3 separate regions of the Callithrix jacchus genome follow, and all the other regions are linked to region 3. A link is a contact called in public Hi-C data. All regions are on one chromosome and are shown on one strand. Each heading gives the region's core, a stretch centred on a gene start, on an enhancer-like site or on the middle of the called end of the contact. The rest is flanking DNA. Distances are from core to core; before and after follow the strand shown. Region 1 overlaps ARHGAP26 (Rho GTPase activating protein 26). Region 2 overlaps ARHGAP26 (Rho GTPase activating protein 26). Region 3 overlaps ARHGAP26 (Rho GTPase activating protein 26).

Region 1 (4,043 bases), core at 104-2,603, 180 kb before region 3:
TCAGAAATTGCATAAGTCTTTGTGTGGGTTTTTTGAAGATGCAATTGGCTGAAAAGCAAAGGAGGGAGGCCACAGAAAAGGAATTGCTGATGTAGGTTTTATTGGCTGTGGGGTAATTGGAGTCAGGAGTAAGATACAATGTAAGTGTTAACTAAAACTGGGAGTCGAATTAAGGGACCCAGTGAGAAAAAAGTCTGAGCCAAGAATAATGTATAGTCTACTGCAAAGTTTCTTATTTGAACTATCAGAAAAAACCTCAAGTTTATAGTTAAACATACTCATACCCTAGCAGGTAAAATTTGCTCATATCATACCTAATGTTAGGGGTTCTAGCCCTTTAGCATTCTGGAGCAATACTCCATAGTGAATTCAGCACCAAAGCACCTACAAAAGTCTTTTATAGTGTTTCTAGATGAATTGAATCTAGCAACAAGCTGCTGGGAAGATGAGAGTTTGAGCACAAGTAATTGCAAATATGTAGTTAGTTGCCTGTTTCTCAGACATATCTTAAAACGCTGTTGTTAGGTGAGTCACTGACTGAAAAGGAAATCTCTTAGTTTGTGTTAGACTTTTGCATTAGCACTATTTTAGTGTTGACAGTGAAACATAGTTGTATCCATTCGTTTAAAAAAGAGAGAGAACAAAACTTGTGGGTGAAATCTCAGAGCCCCTGCCATAGGGAAACTAAATTAAGTTGTTATTGTTTCCTTGTGTTGGTTGTCTTTGAGAAATGTAATATAGTTTGCCAGTCTCTAGGCTGCTATTTAGAGAGAATATGATAATTTTTATTATTAAGCTGACTAGCCTATCTCCTTTTACTCCAGAATGCTTCCCGGACCACTCATGATGTACCAGTTTCAAAGAAGTTTCATCAAAGCAGCAAGTAAGACCTTTTTCGTCTCAGTTTTAAGAGGAGGAGAATAGATTTTTCTATTTCGAAGAAGAGTCAGTATCCCAAAATAAATATTACCTAATCTTTCATGTTCTGCATGTAAACTGGCCACATAACATGCTCATGAGATTATAACATGGAAGAAAAATGAAACCAAATAGGGATTGCTAAGGGCCTTTCAACCACATTGAATTTACAGTAGAGGAGAGAAACTTCAGAAGTCTTTTTTTTTTTCGGAGGGGAGGAGGATGTTGGAGGGATAGAGAAAAACAAGTTTGCCTTTCTAGTTTTGATTATTGGAGTTCTAACTTCTTAGGTTTTTTCCAGCCTTTGAGTAGCATTTTGCAGAATGAATCAGACATTGCACATTACCTAAATTGAGCATTGGAAATGTTTCCCTGAATATGACACCATTTATGTAACTTCACAGTCCTCTTTTCCATTATGTCTTCCATTTACAGCTTCTGATCATTCTTCAACTATATCATCCAGGTTCCCTAGCGTCATATTACTGGTATTAAAATACACAGGGATTAGGTCCAAGCTACTCTAAGTATACTAGAATCTCTGGCTACGTGGGTCAGGCCTCTACATAAAGGAGCAGAAAGATTTTCTATCAGATTTAAGTCCGGCATGAATCTTCACAGTATTATTATGTCAGTAACTTGTGCCACTCCCGGGTTCCTTTTAGCCTTTCGAATTTATTTACCCTGATAGCTACTACTGGCCTAATTTAGTAGGTACCTAATGTTCTGGTGTCCTTATCTACTCATAGGTGTCCACTTAAAACAGGAAAGAGAAAGCTGTGAGTGAAGATGGTGTTTATGTCATTTCTTTCTCGAGAAATTGCAAACCTATAGCAACCATTCTCTACTTAAACCTCACATCAGTCCTATAAATAGGTGTGATGAGTACCCTCAATCTCCTTGCCAGAGAAACAAAGCCACTTACCCAGGTTCAACCAAGAGAATGTGACAAGCCATGATTTAGGTTACAAGTTGGCAGAAAGACTTGAACATTTTATCTGCCATTACTTTCTCTCTAGCAGGCTGGTTGTCATACGTGATTGGAGGATACTGGACATTTCCTTTGATTTCTTTGATGCTGTCTTGAGGTGTTATTTTGATATTTGAAACCCTTGCAATGCTGTTCACGTAAGATTTGTTTATCATTTTACAAGTGCATAAAGTTCCTTACTTCCTTGAAATGAAGTCTTCCCTCAAGGGAGCCAGCTACTCTTGAGTTCGTTCTCAGGAGCGGCTCTGCGTTTGCAGTTGACTGGCTCCATTTCATCACGTCATCATCTTGGCTTGGATTTTTTGATGACAGTTCTTTTTGGCAACCCTGTTCCAGAAAGCACCATTAAAAGGACTTCCAGATCTAGTCATGCTGGCCACGCAGAGTGCACACAAGACAGGATCGTAAATCTTTCACAAATCCTTGGTCTGTTAGTCCCCATCCTTTGGTTTCCCTTGATTTTTCATCCTTAAAGTCGTTTGGCTGTGACGTTGGTAAAATATTACCTCCCTCCTTCCTTCACAGAACTAGAGAACCAGGAGTCTCGGGTCTCTGAAATCCACAGCCTTGTTCATCGGCTCCCAGAGAAAAATCGGCAGATGTTACAGCTGCTCATGAACCACTTGGCAAAGTAGGTTTAAGACCAATTACTAGCCCTTTTCTTATCCCTGAAAGTTCTTATCTTAGCAGTAAAGCTGGTCTCAGTTCTGCTTTTGTTTCTCTCTCCCACTATTGCATCAGGTATGCTGGAGGCTTAGGAAAGAAATGTGTGAAATGTTAATTGCAGTGGAGAACAGCAGCAAATGCCAGATGGCCTTCCCAGAGGAGGCTGGGAAAGTGCTCATGCAACCAGGCCACAAACACAGTTTTCAGGGGGATTTAGCCCTGTGATGATCAAGGACAAACTACAGTGTGTTGTCCATGATGCCAGGTCACCACACAGAGTTTTGGGGGATTATATGTTCTTATGCTCATCAGAAACAAACAAAAATATGTTGTGGGTTTATGGAATTTGGGTTTTTAGTAAGGAGGCCTGGATTCTAGAGCTGACTCCGTTATTAACATGCTGCTTAACCAGCCCTGAACAGACTACTGAACTTTCTACTCCTTAGTTTCCCCATCTATCTAATATGAATAATAGACTCCCTTTTTTCTACAAGGCCATTGATTTTTAATGTTACATGCATTAAAGCCTTTGAAGAAGTATAAAGAATAAAGGAATTATTTTTGGCACATACTCACTTGTCCTCTGAGATAATCAAAGCATTCAGTAGGGGCCTGATTTTCTGCTAGGAGTATTTAGAGTCTCATAATGGCTTCAAATATTTGTGTGTTTACTGTTGCTTGACCCTGTTATGAATGGCATTGCTGACTTCCCATGCTGTGTTTGTCACTACTTGTGTGTGCATTCTAACCTGCCATTGACTTTGATGGTATGTTCTTGATTGCAGACTGGAGCACAAGAAAAGAATGTGAGCATACCAGTTAACCTAAATTATTAAGCCCTACATTCTACTGAACTGATGTGTTATAAATTTGGCCCTTAACCACATTTTGCTATGCCATTAGGGTATTTCTTGGGGATAAGCTGATATTCTCCTGAGGGAGATTGTGATGGTTAGTTTTCATCTTTCTGTCAAGCACTTGATATTACCTTTGGGAAAAAAAGTGATATGTATCATGAAGATTTCCACCATTTCCTCATTTACATGAAGAAGCAAGAGTGTTTTGTGTGTTATTGGGAAGCAATTCAGCAAAGCCACGGTTACTCCATTATTGACCAATTTTTTTTCTTGCCTTGCCATATCAGAGCTGCGCGTTCAGGAATACTTAGAAAGCATAGCAGGTAATACGCAAGTTTACAGGAGAATGCCCCGAAGATGTCAAAGAATCCTGATGAAGCGTGTTTAAAATAATGGGAACTGGGCTTTAAAACGTAACTCCAGGTGCTCTGAGATGACAGTTTGGTACCAGTTCCACACAACCCAGAGTTGGGCGTTTGTTAAGCAGAGAAGCTGCTTTAGATCTTAGCTGCAAAACTTTGCACACTTGAAGGGCAAACACCAAGACACAGGAGGTTCCAGGTATACCCTCCAGCCTAGTATATGCGGGGGTGCTCATGACTGCTTCATGG
Region 2 (4,080 bases), core at 655-3,154, 220 kb before region 3:
TTTTTTTTTTTTTTTTTTTTTTGAGACAGTGTCTTACTCTGTTGCCCAGGCTGGAGTGCAGTCGCGTGATCTTGGCTTACTGCAACCTCCGCCTCCTGGGTTCAAGCTATTCTCCTGCCTCATACTCACTAGTAGCTGGGATTACAGGCGTCCACTACTGAGCCTGGTTAATTTTTTTATTTTTAGTAGAGTTGGGATTTTACCATGTTGGCCAGGCTGGTCTCAAACTCCTGACGTCAGGTGGTCCGCCCACCTTGGCCTCCCAAAGTGTTGGGATTACAGGCATGAACCACTTTACTCACCAATCCTCTGATTTTATAAATGTTATTGCTTAGCTCAGGGGCCCACTTTCTCAGTAAAGGACCAGATAGTAAATATTTTTATTTTTATAGGACTATTCAACTCTACTATGGTAGTGTGAAAGCAGTCATAGATGATATGGAAATGAGCAGGTGTGGTGTTTTCCAGTAAAACTTTGTTTATAAAACAGGCAATGGTGAATTTGGCCCAGGGACTGTAGTTTATTAACACTTGGCTTAAAACAAGGTTAAGTTTTTATTGTTAGTCTAAATAGGATGGCATGAGGTTTTGACAGGGAGCATGAAAGTGTCACATGATGGGTTGCCATTTGCACAAATGCTGTTCACAACAACTGAGTTTGTAAAGGAGCTCACAGGCTTAAAGAGGTCAAGGGAGCACAGCTGAGAAATGGTGAAGTTCATACTCAAACCCAAGGCTGCCTGATCACCAGTGTCATTTTTTCCCCTGCGACACTTCATATGCTTGAAATCTTTGATCTGTTCTGCCATCCTGTCATATGTGGTCCACCCAGGGTGGGCGGAAGGAATTTCATCATCAGACTCCAACATCTAACCCCTCTACTTCTTTGTGGCTGCGGGGCCATCCCATATTCCTTCTTAGTCCACCACCTCATTAGAGCGCTCAGGTCCTCAAACACCTGTGCACAGTGCTGAGTACACAAGGGTCACGCATTTCACTGACTGGCTTCCCCAGCGTCAGACCCTTAGCATGGCCCACCACTCTCCCACAGGGATTTGGCAACACAGCATAATGGTTTATATGTTGTGTCTGTACATCCACTCCTCCTTCTTTAGGCCGTCATTCAGAGCGATTCCCTGATGGTATTTTATTCCGGTTTGCCTTGTTTTATGAGGACAAGATTGAGGACCAGGAGAGGAGATGGAGAGGGACGTCATTAGCATTGCTCTGCTTCCCATTGTTGTGCCTCTGATTGTACATTTCCTTCATCTCTGTGCCTTAGCTTCCCTTGATCTATAAAACAGAAAAGGAGATTTATGCTTGAAAACTGTAGGGAAAGCCTTGATGGGATCGCCTGGGCCACTATTTTTAAAAGGTTCTAAAGACTTTAGCCATTACCAAAAACCCACAGCCTCATGAAAGCACCAGAGGGCAGAAAAGAAGATTTTTTTTTTCTTGTGCTTCTAGTCACCTTTGGCCTTTTGCTGTTAGAACACCCACAGTTGAGAAGCAGGAGGAGGCAGCCACTGGTAACCAGGATCCTTTTGGGATCAGAGCCATCCAGAGGCTGCCAGGTCTCTACTGGTCGGCAGCTTATAAATAGAACATTTCCCCTTTTAAACCTGAGAAGGGTGGAAGGCATTAATGGGCACAGTGGCCTGGCCTCCTGTGCACTGGCCCACGAGGCAATCAGCTGAGTGCAGCATCCCCTCCAGCTTTCTATCCAGGCCTGCCAGGTTTGAACTGATAAAGGACAGACACTCTCCTCCCTCACCTGTGTTCCTTCCAACCCTCACTCCCCACATCCTTTTTCTTTCCCCTTTCTCCTCCCTCCTGTTCATGCAGTTTCCGTGGCCACCACTTTGATCTGAGCCATAGTCAGACAAGGTGGTATAATTCTGGCTCTCCCTAGATGCTGACTTTCTACACCTCACGTTTCGTTATGCGTTGCCTGCGCAACACAGCTGCTGTGGTGCATTGAGCTTGAATTATATTTAGTTGAGCTGTAACACCCCAGCTCTAGAATAGCCCTGGCTCGGAGGGCAGGGGGATGGAGAGAGTAAGAAGGGGCAGGAACAACTTGTTTTTGCAGAGATTTTATTATTTGGGTTCCCAGCTATTTTGTTTGATGAGACCCTGGCCCCCAAAGTTATGACTGCTGGTAATATTCCTTGAACTTGCCTGGATAATCAGAAGCCTTTCCGCTTGTCCTAAAAGACATTGAACAAATCCACCCTCTCTCTCAGCTAGCTTCAGACTGGCAGATGCAGCCTTTGCCATGGCCTAATATTCCCCTTTCCCTCAATGACGTAGGCTCTGTACTGGCAGCAGGCTGCAGCCTGAGCAGGTGTGAGCCATCCGTTGGCATCCCAGTTTGGGCCTCAGCCAAGTGACAGTGAGCAGGTCCCTGGCTACATCTTTAACCCCTAAAGTCCAGTGCAAGGGGTTGTAGAGACAGAGACTAAAAGACTTCCCCCGCTGTCACCGAGTACAGGCTTCTGGTTAATGTGGTTAATGTTTATTGAGTACATACTGTGTACTGGGCAACATGCTCACTGCTTGACATACATTATGTCATTTGACCCTCCTAAGAATCCTATGAGCTAGATACAGTTATTGACCTCATTTACAGATGTGAAAACTGAGACTTCATTCTGAGGACAAACTTGTGGTCACTCCCTGCACTGATCAGAGATGTCAGAGCCTGCAGCTCACATTCGGCGTGTAAGGTTTAGCAGAGGGTAGAGTAGTGATTCAAAGAGTTAACTCTGGAGTATTGCACACATGGTTTGAAATCCCAGCCCCATGAATTACTAAGTGTGATTTTGAGAAATTAATTTCTCCAGGCCTTAGTTTCTTTATCTGAAGGTGGGAATAGTTTTCGTAATTAAGTCTTTGGGGTTTTTTTGGAAGAATAAATGAGATTACAATGGATATCCTTTGCCCAGTGGTGCCTGGTATTTTCGGCAATTATTACATGTTGCCCTCTGCTCTTATTACCAATAATGTCATCATTATCCAAAACCAGAGCCCATTTATATAAAAGCATGTCACCGTACAATCTCTTTAAAGGTCCTCCAGCCATTGCCTTATTTGATTTTCACAACACCTGTGTCTTACAAGTATAAAAGGAATGGGTTGGAGAGGTGAAGTATACCCAGCTTACACAGCCAGTGTGTGGAGACACCGGGGATCAAATCTCAGGCCTTTGATTCGGAATGCCTTCTCTCTCCCTGCCCTTCACTGCCTCAGAGTTTGTTGTGACCAACAAATTGTTCTTAGAGCATTTCGAGGTAAGAGGATGGAAAGGGACCTGGATGGGCAGAGGCAGTTAGTTCTTTGAAACACTTCCACCTTCAGAAAACTGGTGATGATCTCTTTCAGTTGAGAAATCAGTGTAAAACCACCTCAAGGCAGAAGGGAATTGAGGCCACTGTGTAATTCATTCTCAGTATGTCCAGATCCCCATACAGGAAACAAATGGTCCTGATTAAGCTGGTGTTACTGCAGGGTGCATTAAGCCTTGCTCTCTCACTGCTATCCAGATTTGGAATTTTAAGGTGGACTAGGAGATTGCAGAAGTAGAAACCCACAAGGAAGTGCTCCTTCAGTCCCAGGCAGATGTATTGGTAGTCCTCAGCCTGCGCTGTGCAGGAACCACGTTCTGTCACCTTGGATGCCTGTCTCTTCCCAAGAATTGGAACACTCTTTTTTTTTTTTTTTTGAGATAGTCTCGCTCTGTCACCAGGCTAGAGTGCAGTAATGCAATCTTGGCTCACTGCAACTTCCGTGTCCTGGGTTCAAGTGATTCTCCTGCCTCAGCCTCCGAGTAGCTGAGATTACAGGCATGCGCCACCATGGCCAGCTAATTTGTGTATTTTTAGTAGAGAGGGGGTTTCACCATGTTGGCCAGGATGGTCTTGATCTCCTGACCTCATGATCTACCCACCTCCGCCTCCCAAAGCTCTGGGATTATAGGCATGAGCCACCACCCCCAGCCAGACTTAGAACACTCTTTAGAGCCTCCCTTGACTAAGGCTGAGAGCTGGTAGGTTTATTCCTATTCAGGCAAAGCCTTTT
Region 3 (3,511 bases), core at 178-2,677:
CTTTATGTGTTTCTGAGCATTCCTTGGGCTTTGGATTTGGAGATGGGAAGAGCATCTCCAGGCAATGAGTTTTTCAAAGAGTGCCTACTTGGTAGTAAGAGGAAGCTCAGGACTTCAATAGGTGGGTCCAGGCATATGATTTTTTGTTTTTCTTCTCAGGTGTATTTCTTGGTACCCCCTAGATATCAGGACAGAAAGAGATGAGTCAATTGCTGTGCTCCTTACTTCTTTACTGCACGTCTTCTGAGGCTTTGGAAATGTAGATGAGTTCGCTTATTTTCAGATTTTGTGTGCATCTGTAGGTTCTTAAAAAACCAACTTCTTAGAATCTTTAGTTCTCAATGTGCTGCTGCTTTCCCTTTCCCTAAACATTTTAAACTCTTCCCTCTCACCTCCAATTCCCTATGATCCTAAAAGAAGAAGAAGACTCCAGAAGGGATGTAGATTGTGCCATCAGAGCTTTACAGGTGGTTTTAAATTTAACGGGTTTGCCATTGTGATTCACTACTCAGTTTATCAGCTCAAGGATTATACGGCTCTTTTCCAGGAATTCACCCAGGAGCAAGTGAGACACTACCATTGATTCAGGGAATAAGAATTAAGAATGGACAGGACCAAGTTAGAACCAAGAAGGCCATCAGGGAAAACTCTAGAAGAAAGAGAATATACTAATAGGTTAGTTATGTGGACCTGAGGACAAGAAGACATTGGGAAATGGGCCCTCAGGGAATGTGCCTCCAAGGAGAGACCAACATAATGCTTTTAACACATTTGATGGGGTTTTTTGTCTTTGTTTATTTGTTTTTTGAGATGGAGTCTTACTCTATGGCCTAGGCTGGGTTGCAGTGGTGTGATCTCAGCTCACTGCAGCCCCTACCTCCCAGGTTCAAGCGATCCTCCTGCCTCAGCCTCCCGAGTAGTTGGGACAATGGGCATGAGCCATCATGCCCAGATAGTTTTTTGTATTTTTAGTAGAGATGGGAATTCACTGCAGCCCCTACCTCCCAGGTTCAAGCGATCCTCCTGCCTCAGCCTCCCGAGTAGTTGGGACAATGGGCATGAGCCATCATGCCCAGATAGTTTTTTGTATTTTTAGTAGAGATGGGATTTCACTGCATTGGCCATGCTGATCTTGAACTCCTGACCTCAAGGGATCTGCCTGCCTCTGCCTCCCAAAGTGCTGGGATTCCAGGTGTGAGCCACTGCGGCCGACCACATGTGATGTTTGAAGTTGTCATCTGCCCCATCATAAACTTACCGGGAGCTCATGTGGAAGAACAGGAGGCCAAAATCCTTGCTTTGGGAGTGCCTCATGAAGCATTCCTGTAGACACTTGGCCCCAGCTTCACTGCTTGGAAGCATGTCTCTCCCTCCTGAGTTGGCTCTGATTTGAAACCGGGGGAAACAGAGCTGCTGCCAATGGATCTTTTAGGTAACTCCCTCCCCAGCTTCCCTGTGGCTATAACGGTGCCCATGACAGATGGCTGCTCTGTTTCCCTTTGCCCAGCCAGGCTCCCCTCCTTCCTATTAGCTACAAAACTGGATTATCTTCAGAATATGAGCCAAAGAGTAGGAAGGAACTTGAAGACGAAAAGATTTTACTCTCTCCCCTATCCACGCCCCCTACCTCTGACTCTCTGTGTGAATAGGAAACATTAGGGCAGATTAGTAGAATGAATTGGTTATCAGAGTGGAAAACCATGGCCCAGGATCCCTGAGCTTTCCCAGTAACCTCCAATTTCCTCTGTAAGGCCCAGGGATCACTTAGCCAGAGTCTGAATGTTTTAGGAGTATTAAGGTCAGCCTATCTTCCTTCAGGTTACTAGCAAAATTTCATAGCTAAAGAATGCCATACCAGGAGAAGATAGCTAGTTTCAAATCCCTGCCCCCAGGCAAGTAAAACCCTGACTTGCTCGAGACTGAAGATCTCTCCTGTTTTTCAAAATAAACATATATAGGGATGGACCGTGTGCAGTGTGGCCCGCCTCTGTGTCCTAGAATTGGAGCCAGTCTTAGGCTTAATGTCTTAAGTATTTCTACGGCCAATATGTGTTTTCTTATGTCAGACCAAACTGTCTTTTTGAACATTGGTTCATTTCCTCTCACCGAGTGCTTTTTGGACAGAGAGGCAAAGAGAAAGAATGAGCAATCAAGCATTGACAGACTGGCATTAGCAGGATGGAGCCATACTAGTGACAAGGACATTCCACGGCACTTGCCCAGAGCTGCAGAGTTGTGTGAGCAGTACCTGCAGCTCAAAGGGAAGGACTTCTACCCCCTGAGTTTCTATCGCCAGAAAATGGCAACTACTGTCTCACTAAAAGCCCTGTCTTGGCTACAGAGGCTCTGAAAGCATTCACAGTTGAGAGGGAGGGAGACAGAAACAAGAAGCCAAAGATAACCTGATCCCTGCCGGTCTGTTGGCACCTGTCATCCTCTGGCTTCTGCTCCAAAAGCAAGTCTGGATGACTGAGTTTTGTGGACATGACGCTCCCAGAGACAGCAGTGGCCACCATGGCATCCAGAGTTTGCCCAAGTACTGAATGTTTTATGAGCAATCCTATTCCACAGGTAGGTAGCCAGCACTGCAGAAACCAAACAGCCTCTTAGCTGACTTGAAAAGGAATGACCTAGGTGTTCTGTCAAGGAAGTTATCTATCATCTCTGGTAAACTTGACAATAATCACTTACCTCGACAACCCTGCCCCATATCCCTTTATAAAGTCAGCAGGATGTCCTTTCCCACATCCAGTGCTGGTATCTAAAAAATTTATCTTGTCTTGCTCAAATGTATTTGGCAGCAACACCAATCAGCTGGGTGCTGAACCACTTCTCTGTAATTGTAGCATCAAAATGACCACAGCGGCAGAGCAGTGATCTTGCACAGTCCCATAGCATGCCTGCGACAAGACTCCAACAAGTAATTAATGTTTTTTTCTCCTGCCACCTACAGCACCTGTCTATCTAACTAAAGAGCTTCCCAAGTAGAGGGAAAGGCCATAGAGAGAATCCAGGTGTCATTAGTTAGTCCTGCTGAAATGTGGTCTTCTGGTGGAAGCACCTGTATTCTTGGGAGGTAAAAATGCTGGGTTCAAAGTAACACCAGGACCAGAGAGAAAGAGAAAGGTGAACCATCCTAAGGAGCTTTGGTTACTTTTTTAGAAGGATAAATACTGTTCTGACTGGTGAGAAAAACTTCACAGCTATTATTTTTACAAAAGTTATGCCAGACATTACAAAGTAAACACGTCTCAAGGTAGAATGGTTTAGAGAGCAAAGGCTTAGCACAGTCCTGGACCCATGTATGGGTAGCAGTTAGATTATCTCAAAATTCGCTTTAGTATAGTCAGAACCAGAGTATTGATAAACAAAATGTCAGTTACCTGGAGAGGCTAAGACATTCTATACTATTCTACATCAACCATGTCTACAAACTTGTCCAGACACCTAAAAGCAACTTTCTTGGCTATCCAGATGCCAGAATCTGTCTTGTATCTGACAATGTACATCT

Evidence for each region. A called contact is a pair of places that touch in the nucleus more often than the background predicts.
Region 1: a contact with region 3 is called in a Hi-C map of skeletal muscle, with 3 times the contacts expected there. The contact joins two enhancer-like sites. A contact is called at or near these places in 2 of 3 Hi-C or Micro-C datasets (both in skeletal muscle).
Region 2: a Hi-C map of skeletal muscle shows a contact between it and region 3, with 4 times the contacts expected there. The contact joins two enhancer-like sites. A contact is called at or near these places in 2 of 3 Hi-C or Micro-C datasets (both in skeletal muscle).

Annotation. Positions count from the first base shown.
Region 1 is chr2:41,497,713-41,501,755 of calJac240_pri, forward strand. ARHGAP26 (Rho GTPase activating protein 26) reads left to right here. Exons shown (of 26, transcript XM_078362030.1): 19 at 825-883; 20 at 2,435-2,540. Among named protein-coding and RNA genes, the nearest start is that of NR3C1, 350 kb to the right of the region's middle. Within about 2 kb of position 1,354, at least 3 of the 16 cell types and tissues checked have an H3K27ac peak or open chromatin away from gene starts, as enhancers often do. A contact at or near this core is called in skeletal muscle, where this site is marked.
Region 2 is chr2:41,457,692-41,461,771 of calJac240_pri, forward strand. The region is part of intron 15 of ARHGAP26 (Rho GTPase activating protein 26); the gene reads left to right. Among named protein-coding and RNA genes, the nearest start is that of FGF1, 320 kb to the left of the region's middle. Within about 2 kb of position 1,905, at least 3 of the 16 cell types and tissues checked have an H3K27ac peak or open chromatin away from gene starts, as enhancers often do. A contact at or near this core is called in skeletal muscle, where this site is marked.
Region 3 is chr2:41,673,659-41,677,169 of calJac240_pri, forward strand. ARHGAP26 (Rho GTPase activating protein 26) reads left to right here. Exons shown (of 26, transcript XM_078362030.1): 26 at 1-3,511. Among named protein-coding and RNA genes, the nearest start is that of NR3C1, 180 kb to the right of the region's middle. Within about 2 kb of position 1,428, at least 2 of the 16 cell types and tissues checked have an H3K27ac peak or open chromatin away from gene starts, as enhancers often do. A contact at or near this core is called in skeletal muscle, where this site is marked.